Regions from separate parts of the Capsicum annuum genome. Here region 1 is linked to region 2. A link is a contact called in public Hi-C data. All regions are on one chromosome and are shown on one strand. The core of a region is the stretch at or near the end of the contact, and the rest is flanking DNA. Distances in the headings are between cores, read along the strand shown. Region 1 holds the start of LOC107851333 (UDP-glucose 4-epimerase GEPI48). Region 2 overlaps LOC107851130.

What was found. Hi-C and Micro-C count contacts between places; a contact is called where the count stands out from the background.
Region 1: a contact with region 2 is called in a Hi-C map of bud, with 2.3 times the contacts expected there. The contact joins the promoter of LOC107851333 here to the enhancer-like site in region 2. A contact is called at or near these places in 2 of 5 Hi-C or Micro-C datasets (bud and placenta).

What each region holds. Positions count from the first base shown.
Region 1 is chr12:191,963,952-191,969,226 of UCD10Xv1.1, forward strand. It overlaps LOC107851333 (UDP-glucose 4-epimerase GEPI48), which reads left to right and starts at 3,695. Exons shown (of 9, transcript XM_016696303.2): 1 at 3,695-4,266; 2 at 5,231-5,275. The coding sequence starts at 4,084.
Region 2 is chr12:191,898,264-191,903,520 of UCD10Xv1.1, forward strand. It overlaps LOC107851130, which reads left to right. Exons shown (of 12, transcript XM_047400916.1): 8 at 1,094-1,161; 9 at 1,280-1,367; 10 at 1,469-1,540; 11 at 1,739-1,792; 12 at 1,915-2,356. The coding sequence ends at 2,004. Among protein-coding and RNA genes, the nearest start is that of LOC107851130, 11 kb to the left of the region's middle. Within about 2 kb of position 2,083, at least 4 of the 5 cell types and tissues checked have an H3K27ac peak or open chromatin away from gene starts, as enhancers often do. A contact at or near this core is called in bud, where this site is marked.

The DNA.
Region 1 (5,275 bases), core at 2,445-4,944, 67 kb after region 2:
ATTTATTCAAAGGAATAATAGTATAATCTCTAACCAGATTCAACCCCAATGTATCCACATATTGATGAACTTTATCTTCCATAATAGCTACTACACTAGGAGCATACTTAGCCAAATAGTTAAACTGAAGATTGTACTCCTTCATGCTCATATTCCTTAGCGAAGATTTAAAAACTGATCTTCATGGTCCTCTAGGATCTTATATGGAAGGTAATGATCAAGAAATGCCTCTTTGAACTCCTTCCAACTAGCTGACGGTGTACCTGTACCCCTAGATTATTTCCAGTCTTCATACCACAATAGAGCCCCCCATTTTAATCTATATGTTGTTAGCTCAACTATATCTTTACTAGATACACATATGTTATCCAAAGCCCTTTAGATTTTATCAATAAAGTCTTGTGGGTCTTTATTGGGATCTGACTCAGTGAATGTGGGAGGGCCCAGTTTAAAGAAATCCTGTGTCCATAAACTAGCTGTCATATCGCCCACTGGTCCAATTTAAGCTGTAGTTGCATTAATGTTAAATTGGTCGTGTTACATTAAGTTGTACAGGAAGTATCGTCAAACCTATTTACACCATCAATACTCACATAAAAAAATCTAGTTAGTTACCTATACCACAAGGCTATATCAAGTTTCATATAAGTAGAACAAGTACATGTAAAAGATGGAGTGTTACGTTTTCACACCTCTATACTAGGCATCCATTTCTCTTTTCATCGCATGTTCGAACCATCTCAACCTTACTTTTCACATTTTTTCCACCGAAGCCTCTCATACCTTTTCACGAATAATCTTATTTCTAACCCTATGCCTTATAGTAAGTCCACACATCCATCACAATGTCTAATATCCACCACTTTTAACTTTTAGATGTGGGGGTTTTTTATTGGACAACACACTGTTTCATATAATATGGCCAGTCGAACTGTCACTCTGTAGAACTTGCCTTTACGTTTAGGAGACACCCGCTTATCACCCTACACTCTAGAAGTGAGCTTCTATTTCATCTATCCTGCATCGATATGGTATGTGAATTCCTCATCATCTCTCAGTTCCCCAGAATCATAGACCCAAGATATTTGAAACTATCTCGCTTTCAAATGGCCTAAGATTCTGCTTCACCACCACTTAGGCTTGTGTGTCAAATTACTAAACTTGAACTTCTTCTTGATCCTACTTAACCTAAACCCTTTAGACTCTAGGGTTTGTCTCCAAAATTTTAACTTATCATTAACTCCTCCCCAGGTTCCGTCAATTAGAAGTACATGATCTACAAATAACATACACCAAGTCACTTCACCTTGAATGTACCACGTCAAAACATCCATCACCAAGGTGAATAAAAACCAACTAAGAGTTGATCGCTAGTGTAACCCTGTCAAAGCAGGAAAGTGCTCTGAATATCTTCCCACCATTCTCACACGTATCTTTTCTCTATTGTACATGTCCTTAATCAACCTAGTGTACGTCATATGAACAGCTCTAGCCTCCAAACACCTCCAAAGAATTAATATATAAATAAGTAAAGTATACATAACTAATATTTTCTCTGTTTGAATTTGTTTGTCTTGTTTTGACTTGGCACAAATTTTAAGAAAGTAAAGAAGACTTTTGAATCTTGTAGTCTTAAACTAAAGATATATAGAATGTACCAAAACGTCTTTTAATCTTATGGTCTTAAACATGTCATATGCAAAACTAGAATTGAAGAGTTATCAATAAAGGAAACATTCTTTTTGAAACAAACTACAAAGAAAAGCAAAACAGATAAATTGAAACACAGGGAGTACCTCATAACTCTAACAAACATCTAAATGATCCTAGGGTGTGTTTGGTATTAGGGGTGTGCATCGGTCGATTCGGTTCGGTTTATATATTATTGGTTCGATTTATCGATTTTCGTTTTTTAAATATGCTAAACCAATAAGATATTTTTTTATCTTTTCAGTTTATCAATTTTTACCTTATCGGTTCGGTTTTTGGTTTGTCCGATAAGAAAGTACTCATAAAATAGAAATAATAGTAACAAACATGAAAAAAAATCGAATCTTAATATTAACCAAAAATCCTATATGATGTGTTTTAATTTACAAGAATGTTCAAGTTTGAACTATATGTTGTTAGGAGAATTTAAGAGTTTGTATAATTGAAATAATAGGTTTGTTAATTTATAGAAATTAAAGAGAAACTAAGATATTTATCTATCTATCTATCTATCTATCTATCTATCTATCTATCTATCTATCCCCCCCCTCTCTATATATATATTGAAACCGATAATTGGGTTATCAGTTTACCCAATAACCCGATAAGAAAAATCGAACCGAAGCAATAACCCAATAATTTTTTTTATAAAATTATTAAAAAATAGTTAACCCAATAACAATAAACCAATAACATTTTGTTAAATTTTAGTCCCTATCGGTTCGATTTTCAGTTTAACTGATAAAAAAATACTCATAAAATAGAAATAGTAGTAACTAACATGAAAAAAATCGAATCTTAATATTAACCAAAAATCTTACATGATGTGTTTTAATTTGCAAAAATCTTCAAGTTTGAACTAAATGTTGTTAGGAGAATTTAAGAGTGTGTATAATTGAAATAATAGGTTTGTTAATTTATAGAAATTAAAGAAAAACTAATATATATATATATATATATATATATATATATATATATTGAAACCGATAATTGGGTTATCGATTTACCTAATAACCCGATAAAAAAAATCGAACCAATAGTCCAATAATTTTTTTTATAAACCATTGAAAAATCATTAATTCAATAACCCAATAATAATAAACCAATAACATTTTTATCGGTTCGGTTTATCGGCCGGTTCTGTTTTTGCACACCCCTATTTGGTATGAAGAAAAATATTTTTCTAGAAAATATTTTCTTAAAAAATAAGTGAATATCTTACTTATTTTTTGATGTTTATGAGAAATACTATGACACCGAATCCAAAAAACACTATAATTTGTGAAAATACTATAATTAGTTGTCAAATTTTGAGTCGAGGTCCGAGTTAAAAGTTGGGTCTTGGGTCGGGGTTGATGCAATATTAGGGTTGAGAGTCGGGTTCTAGGTTGGAGTCCTGATCAGGAGTAGGGTTCTGAGTTGGTGTCTACATTAAGAGATGGAAATCGAGTCTCGAGCAAGGTTTGAAAATGAGGGTGGGGGTTGAATCCTGATAGAGGTTGGGGTCGAATCTTTGGCCGGGAGTTAGGTAGTTAGGTGTTGGGTCAGGGTCTAGGGCTAGGAGTTAAGGGTTAAGGTCAAGTGTCGGGCCGAGAGTAAAGTAGTTAGGTGTTGATGAGTCAGGGTTTAGAGTCAGGAGTCGAAAGTGGAGTCCTGGGCTAGGGCCGGCATCAGATGTTAAGTCTTGGGTCGGGTCCCAACTTGACCCTAACTCGAGATCCTTGCCTTGGGCCCAACTCGAGACCGAACTCTCAAATGCAGATCCAACCTCAATTGGGGACTTGACTCCTGATTCTGACCTAGATCGATGACTTAGCTCCCAACTTTGGACTCCATTAGTGACTTGGGACCTGATTCTCAACCTCGACCCAAGAGTCTGATCCGGGTCAGGACTGAGAATCATGTCTCGAGTTGAGGTCTACTCCAGTATTGGGGTTGAATGATAGGCTTAAAGAGACTTTTAGGAAATACTTTCCTTCGTACCAAACACACCGTAAGTGTTCACTTCCATTACCCCTTAACCTTCCCCTTCTAAAAAAAACAAAACACACACTTACACGCACACTGTAATAATTAGAAACCTGTGTGAAATTACAACAGTAAACTGTGGAGTGTAAACAGAGCTGCCGATTCAAACCATATTATTGTTTTCCCATTCAGAAGAGTACCGACGTGATGAAACCTCCTTTCCACATGGCCTTTCTTTTCCTTAAAACTATTCGTTGATAAATCCCTTTAAGATTCTTCCACCCAAATGACAGACAAGAGGGAGTTTCTTTCCCACAAATTACCATTATAAAAACTCCACCTTTGTTCTATACTTTCTTGATTTTCTTCATACACTTTCTTGATCTGAATTCTTGATTTGGATCAATGTCGAAGAATATACTAGTGACAGGTGGAGCTGGGTACATTGGGAGTCACACGGTGTTACAGTTGCTTCTAGGTGGTTACAAGACTGTCATTGTTGATAATTTGGATAATTCATCTGCCATTGCTGTTAAAAGGGTTCAAGAACTTGCGGGTCAATTTGGTTCTAACCTTTATTTTTACAATGTAGGTCCCTTTTTCCCTATTTAATCGTTGGATTTGTGTGAATTATCGAGTTTACGTGTATCTGGGGTGTAAAGATTGGGTTTTTATTTGGGCTGGGAATTACTGGCATCTGTTTTTTTTTTTTTTAATCAAGAGTGATGATTTGGGTATATCATGATTTTTACTAGTTTCAATGTTATTGGGATTTGAACCTCTATGCTCTGAAATCTATAGAATTTGGTTCTTTTCTGCTTGTTGATAAGTTTGTAGTCTTTGTGTAACCTTCTTTTTTTCCCTTTTTTCTCTACACAGTAATATATTATGAAATGCAAGGCAAGAATGCTTAGAATAAACCTTTAGTGGTCCGGCCCTTCCCCTGACTCCGTGCATAGTGGGAGCTTAGTGCACTGAGCTTCCCTTTTTACACAGTATTGTAGTATGAAATGCAGTGTAAGGTTGTAGAATAAATCCTTGTGGTCCAGTCCTTCCCCTGACCCGGTGAATAGTGGGAGCTTAATGCACCGAGCTGCCCTTTTTACACAGTACTGTAGTATGTTTCTACTGCTGTGTTGTACTAGCTGTATTATTGTTGTTCTTGCTTTTGATATCTGCCATCGTCTGTTGTTTATTGTGTTGTGATTATCACATTATTTTGTTGTTCTTCTTGTCCCTCTCTTGTAAGCTTTGCGCTGCTTCTTTTGTTAGTTGCTATGTTTTCTTCATTGTTTTCTTCATTGTTTTCTTCTTCTTTGTACTTGGATTTGCTGCACCTGCGCAGAGGGGCTTTTGGTAACAGCCTCTCTATCTCTACAAGGTAGTGGTAAGCTCAGCCTACACTATACTCTCCCCAGACCGCACTTGTGGGATTTCACTGGGTATATTGTTGTTGTGGTATTGTAGTATGTTTTTTTCAAGCACTTGATTGTTGTTTCAGTTCCTGCATTTTGTCTGTTCCTGATTTCTATAGTTTTGTTTTGAATGTCAGATTGATCTACGTGACAAGCCTGCAGTTGAAAAGCTTTTCGAGTCT
Region 2 (5,257 bases), core at 833-3,332:
CGGCATAGATGAGACACTTAGATCAAGATTGTAAATAAATTACACTCGTTTTGAGTTTAACAGTTGTTTTGTCTGCTTTAGTCCTAAAGTCCATTAGGTCATGACATTTGGTTGATTAGACGATTATCAAGTGATCCAGAAGACCTAATCAATGAGATTTGGGGCGGTAACGTTCTTTATTACTTCTTCATTTTATGTTCTAACTCCCAGTAATAGAATGGGAAACCTACACTTGACACTTGCTCTCTTTCTTGATGACTTTCTTTCATATTGGTTTCAGATTCATACTCACATTTCTGTTATTGATGCTCCTGCTCCCCAGTTCATTTACAATTGTTTATAGCCTTTTAATTTTTTCATCTCATTTTCTTTCAAATCTTAGTTCGAAAGCAGGCAAACAAGTTGTATAGTGATTGCCTTGAGGGAATCTTTCTCATTGCGTTTTCTAGGGAAAAGCATTTGTTTAATTATTTTCGCTAATTAGTTGGATATTCCTCATTCCTTTTCGCCTCATTCTATATATGTATGGGAAATCTAACCATTCACTCTTGAGTCTCATCAATGAATTTCGTTACTCTCTGCTCGCATGCTACTGCATTAGGCACCTGACTCATCTAAGCATCGTCAACTGAACTGTGTCCTGCATCTGCCTCTGGTCATACTTTATGTGGTTCTATTTATTTTGTTAAAAAAAATAGTCTGTAGTTAATTTGGACTTACTAACAGAATTTTCTAGCTGTGAGAAAAGGTAGGAGTCCACATAAGTTACAGTAGAGTCATGCAAAGATCATTAATATGTTTATTTGTAAAGTTATCTCATTTTGCTGTCAAAATTGTCGTGCACCTGGAATTCATGTTTGTGGAACAGTTGTATGTCATAAATGTTCTTTTGTTTCACTTGGTAATTATTTTTGAGCTTGCTGTTATCTACCATTCAGTGTTAAATCGTGGTTTCGGTGTGAAGGCTAGCCATATTGGTTTCTTATGAGTTCATTATAGTTGATTTCTGGAAATATCCCAACATCAATCCTTTGAATGATTTATTGCCTTGATCATGTATTTTGAGGTGAAATTTTATTCACTAAATTTGTAGGTCTGGATGTTGGCTCGCATGTGCCAACTGGAAAACAAAATCTTTGCTGTTGGAGAACCTGCTTATCGGTAAAAGTCTCTTGAATCCCTTATATCTGTTCTTGTTTTAATGAACAGCTTCTGTTCAGACTAAAATGTGTATGCTTCATTGTCACACATTACATGGCTTTCTCTTTGATTTATCAAGGGCCCGGAGAAGTAAAGTGAAAAGGGTGCGTGAAAGTTTGGAATGCTCCCTTTCGAGAAGGATCGAGCTGATTGAAAGCTATGCAAGAGTGCGTTATCTTTCCAGAAATGCTCAGTTGGATGAGTGAAGCTCAAATGCCATTGAACATGCATTCCAAATTTATGAATAAATATGCCTTGTGTATTGCAGATTTCTTCCATTATAGAAATTGAAGTAGAGATGGATTCAGATGTTCTTGCTGCTGAAGCAGCAGGCAATGCGGTAAGGATCATTTTGTTATAACTTTGACATTCCGTTTTTTTTTTTTTTTTAAAATTACATGTGAAAACTACAGAGTGGTACTTATACATATGATTTCGTTTTTCCTGGTTACCATTGTTTCTGTGGTTCATATTGCTCTGTGAAGGTGCAATTTTAGCTTTCTACTGGCATGTTTTCATCTTATTTTACTCTATGCAGGAAAATATTGCTGAACAAATACAACAAATAATGGAGCTTGAGAATCTTGAGGAGGTATGTGTTGTTTACTTTTACGTACTTTCTGTCTTCATTATAATTGCAGTGTAATCCTATAAGTTGCGTTTTTAACCCCGCTTTGTCTTGGCATTGACACTGTTGTTCTTCCATTATTGTAGAAATGGAAAATCCAAGCAGAGGCAAATGATGAGGCGGAAAGGCTTCTCAGTTCTGAACCTATAACTACCGAAAAGGTTCCAGAAAGATGATAATGCACATAGTTTGTATCAAGAGTAAATATCCACCTTCCTGGTTCATTTTCACTGTATTTGGCTATTTGTTATCGACGAATCAGTCAAGCCGATGTTCATTTCCGGGTTTCATACATTATCGTTACCAGAGACTAATTCCTAAGTTTCAGAAGTCTGCCAAAGATCTGGAAAAAACTCAATTTTAGCAAAAGGGTTGTAAAGGGAGAAAGAGAACTTGCATCTAGTGACCCAAACTTTACGTCTCCTTTTATCTTTTTTTTTTTTTGTTGATCTGTAAAGAAAACATAACATACTTCATGTACCTACTCTTTGGCGATTGTTTGTGTAATTATTGAACTTCACTTGCGTATGATCTTTTGAAGTTGGTTTCTTTTTTGAGTTTCTTCGAGCAAAATTTAAAAAAGACTTTGCAAGTTCAAACTTATGAAGTTGTGGTACAATTAAGAGATAGATACAGAATTTAACGTTTGTGGGTTCTGACTTCTGATGTTTATTACATACTATCTTAGTGTACGTGCTTTGAACGTGTGTCTTTCCTTAATTAAGTTTTATAAAAAAAAAGTTATTAAAATATAACAATTTATATTAAAATAAATATTGTATCTAATTAAACAATATAAGAAAATTATCATATCTCAAATATGTTATTGCATGTTGTGTTTTAATTTATTGTTTCTTTAAAATAAAAAATTAGTTTTTTTTTCACCAAAAAAATAAATAAATAAATTAGTTTTTTCTAAAGGTGTGTGTGCATATATATATATATATATATATATATAAATCACATTTCATCAAAACTATGGTATAATTTAGTTAGTTGAATTCAAAATTCTAATCCTATACTTTTTAGTTGTTTTTAGAATTCTTAAGTTTTTGTTTTTTCAAATATACATAGTAATGTTTATGTATATTACTCCCAAGCTAGTTTTTATTAGACCAAAAATAACGGAAGAGCATTTTTATGACAATAATTTTTATTTAGTTTATCAAAATATTATTTAAGTAAGGAGATTTATAACTAAAAATTAATTGATTTCAAAATTTTAATATTTAAAAAGTATGAAATTATAATTTTAAATAATGTAAGATATATTTTTAAGGGTAAACAGATGAATATATTGTAGGTTCGTATGTCCATCACATTCCTATATTATTCAACTCAAATTTGATGCTTTTACTCTTTTGACTCTAATCTTTTTGTATAGTTAGTAAAACTTCAACACATAAATTCACATGTAATTTATCATAATTTCAGTCAAATCACATATTTAACGGTTCAAATCTAACCTAAATTTCTCTAGTGTTGCAATTTTCCGTAAGAAAATAAAAATAACAAATTATATATATGTATATATATATATGGAGAGAGAGAAATCACTTTTTAGGTTATTATTGCAGTAGACATAAGGGAAAGAGGTACTGCATTAATTATAAAAAGGGGTATCGCTTAAAAAATGAATTATAAAATCAACAACGCATGATTTAGAAGGAAAAAAAATTGATAAGTTGAGTAGATAATTGTACTTGAATATGTGAGTCGTTTTCGTATATTTAATCGAGGAAGAACATTACTTATTAATAGATCCAACAAAGAATACAAACTAAATTTATTAAGAACATAAATTTGACTAATAATGCAAATTAAATCAACCAAGAATATAAGTAAAATTATCGGCATAACAATTAATATTGTTTTTAAATTATTAATAAGCAATCAACCATCAACAATGCAAAATAAGTGAGTTTTTATGATAAATAAACAAAAGTGAGTTGACGAAGAGAATCTAGAGAATAGAATCTGGAGAAGAGACAAAATTGAAAAAAATGAAAGAAAAAGATGGTGAAGATGGTAAAAAACGAAATTAGCATGATTTTTATAGAAGTTGGTAAAAGGTATGTTAAAACCTATTTTACATGGGATAGAAATTGTTGATTGTCCATATTTTGCATGAAACAGGCTATGCTTAAAAGCAAGTTGGGAAAGGATAATTTTTTTGTTTTAATTACTATTATAGTTTTTTTTTTGGTTCTCGTTTGGTTGTGTTTTTTTTTTTTTACTAATTATTTATTCTTACATTTTTTTTTTGGGTTTCGCGTTAAGATTGCTTTTTTTAATTACTTTTTTGGTTTGGAATTTTATTTTTTATTTTTTTTGATTTCTTGTTATGGTTTGTTTTTTTTTTAAATGGTAAAAAAGAAATTCTATTTTTGTGAGGAAATTTATTTTTTTGGTAATATAGTCAATATTTAATATTACTAAAATAATAGAAAAAAGGTAAAAAGGCTATTTTGTCTAAAGCGAAATCTTTTAATGAAGGGTAAAAAGTTCAAATCACTTTTATAAGGGTTTTCACACTTTTAATATATTATAGATTATAGATATAGATATAGATATAGATATAGATATAGATTATAGATATAGATATAGATATAGATATATATAGTTAGTTTTTTAATTGGATTTCAATTAAATTACTTTTTTTTTGGTTTCCCATCGTGTTCGGTGTCCGAATTGGAGCTCCGACTAATCCGAATCACGCATTGCAGGGTCCATTAAGATGACAGCGCTCCCAACAAAGTTTTATCCTCCACTAAATTACTTAATCTGGGTTCAGCCTAACTGGTACTTTTCACCAGCTCCACCCTTATTCTGAAGTTGATTTGAATGTGAATTCCAAGTGAAGTTATTAGAACTTTTGACTTGTATCAAATTTTCAACTTTCACCATCTTTTCCTAAGAAAAAGCTATCCAAAAGAAAGAAATTTTGTTGAGATAAATAAATTCCTTTGCACTATTTCTTGAGTTAGTATTTCTACTCTTTGTAATTGTTCAATATATTAAAAGTATATATTTAATAACATTTATTTAATTTAAAAAATTAATAAATAATTTATTATTTTATATTTATTATTAAATTTATTATATTAAAAAACGATATAGTAATTTTACCCTTACTATTATTAATTGTTTCCAGAGGTACGTAATTCAGTCAATGCATTAAAGTAGTAAACATGGAAGAAGAGAGTATCATTCTTTTCTTTCTCTGTCGGTAGGGGTTTTAGGGAGGAAGGTCAGTGGTTTTCACGTGGCCAATTCTGTGTGACAGGCAAAAAGAAAGAATCAACATCTAGCTGTTATTATTATCATTTATGCTTGGTGAACAATATGACAGTTAACAATGACAAATGGCAAAGCCCAATTAAAATTTGGAACTTTTCGAAAAATGATGATATTTGCATCTTTTCCTAC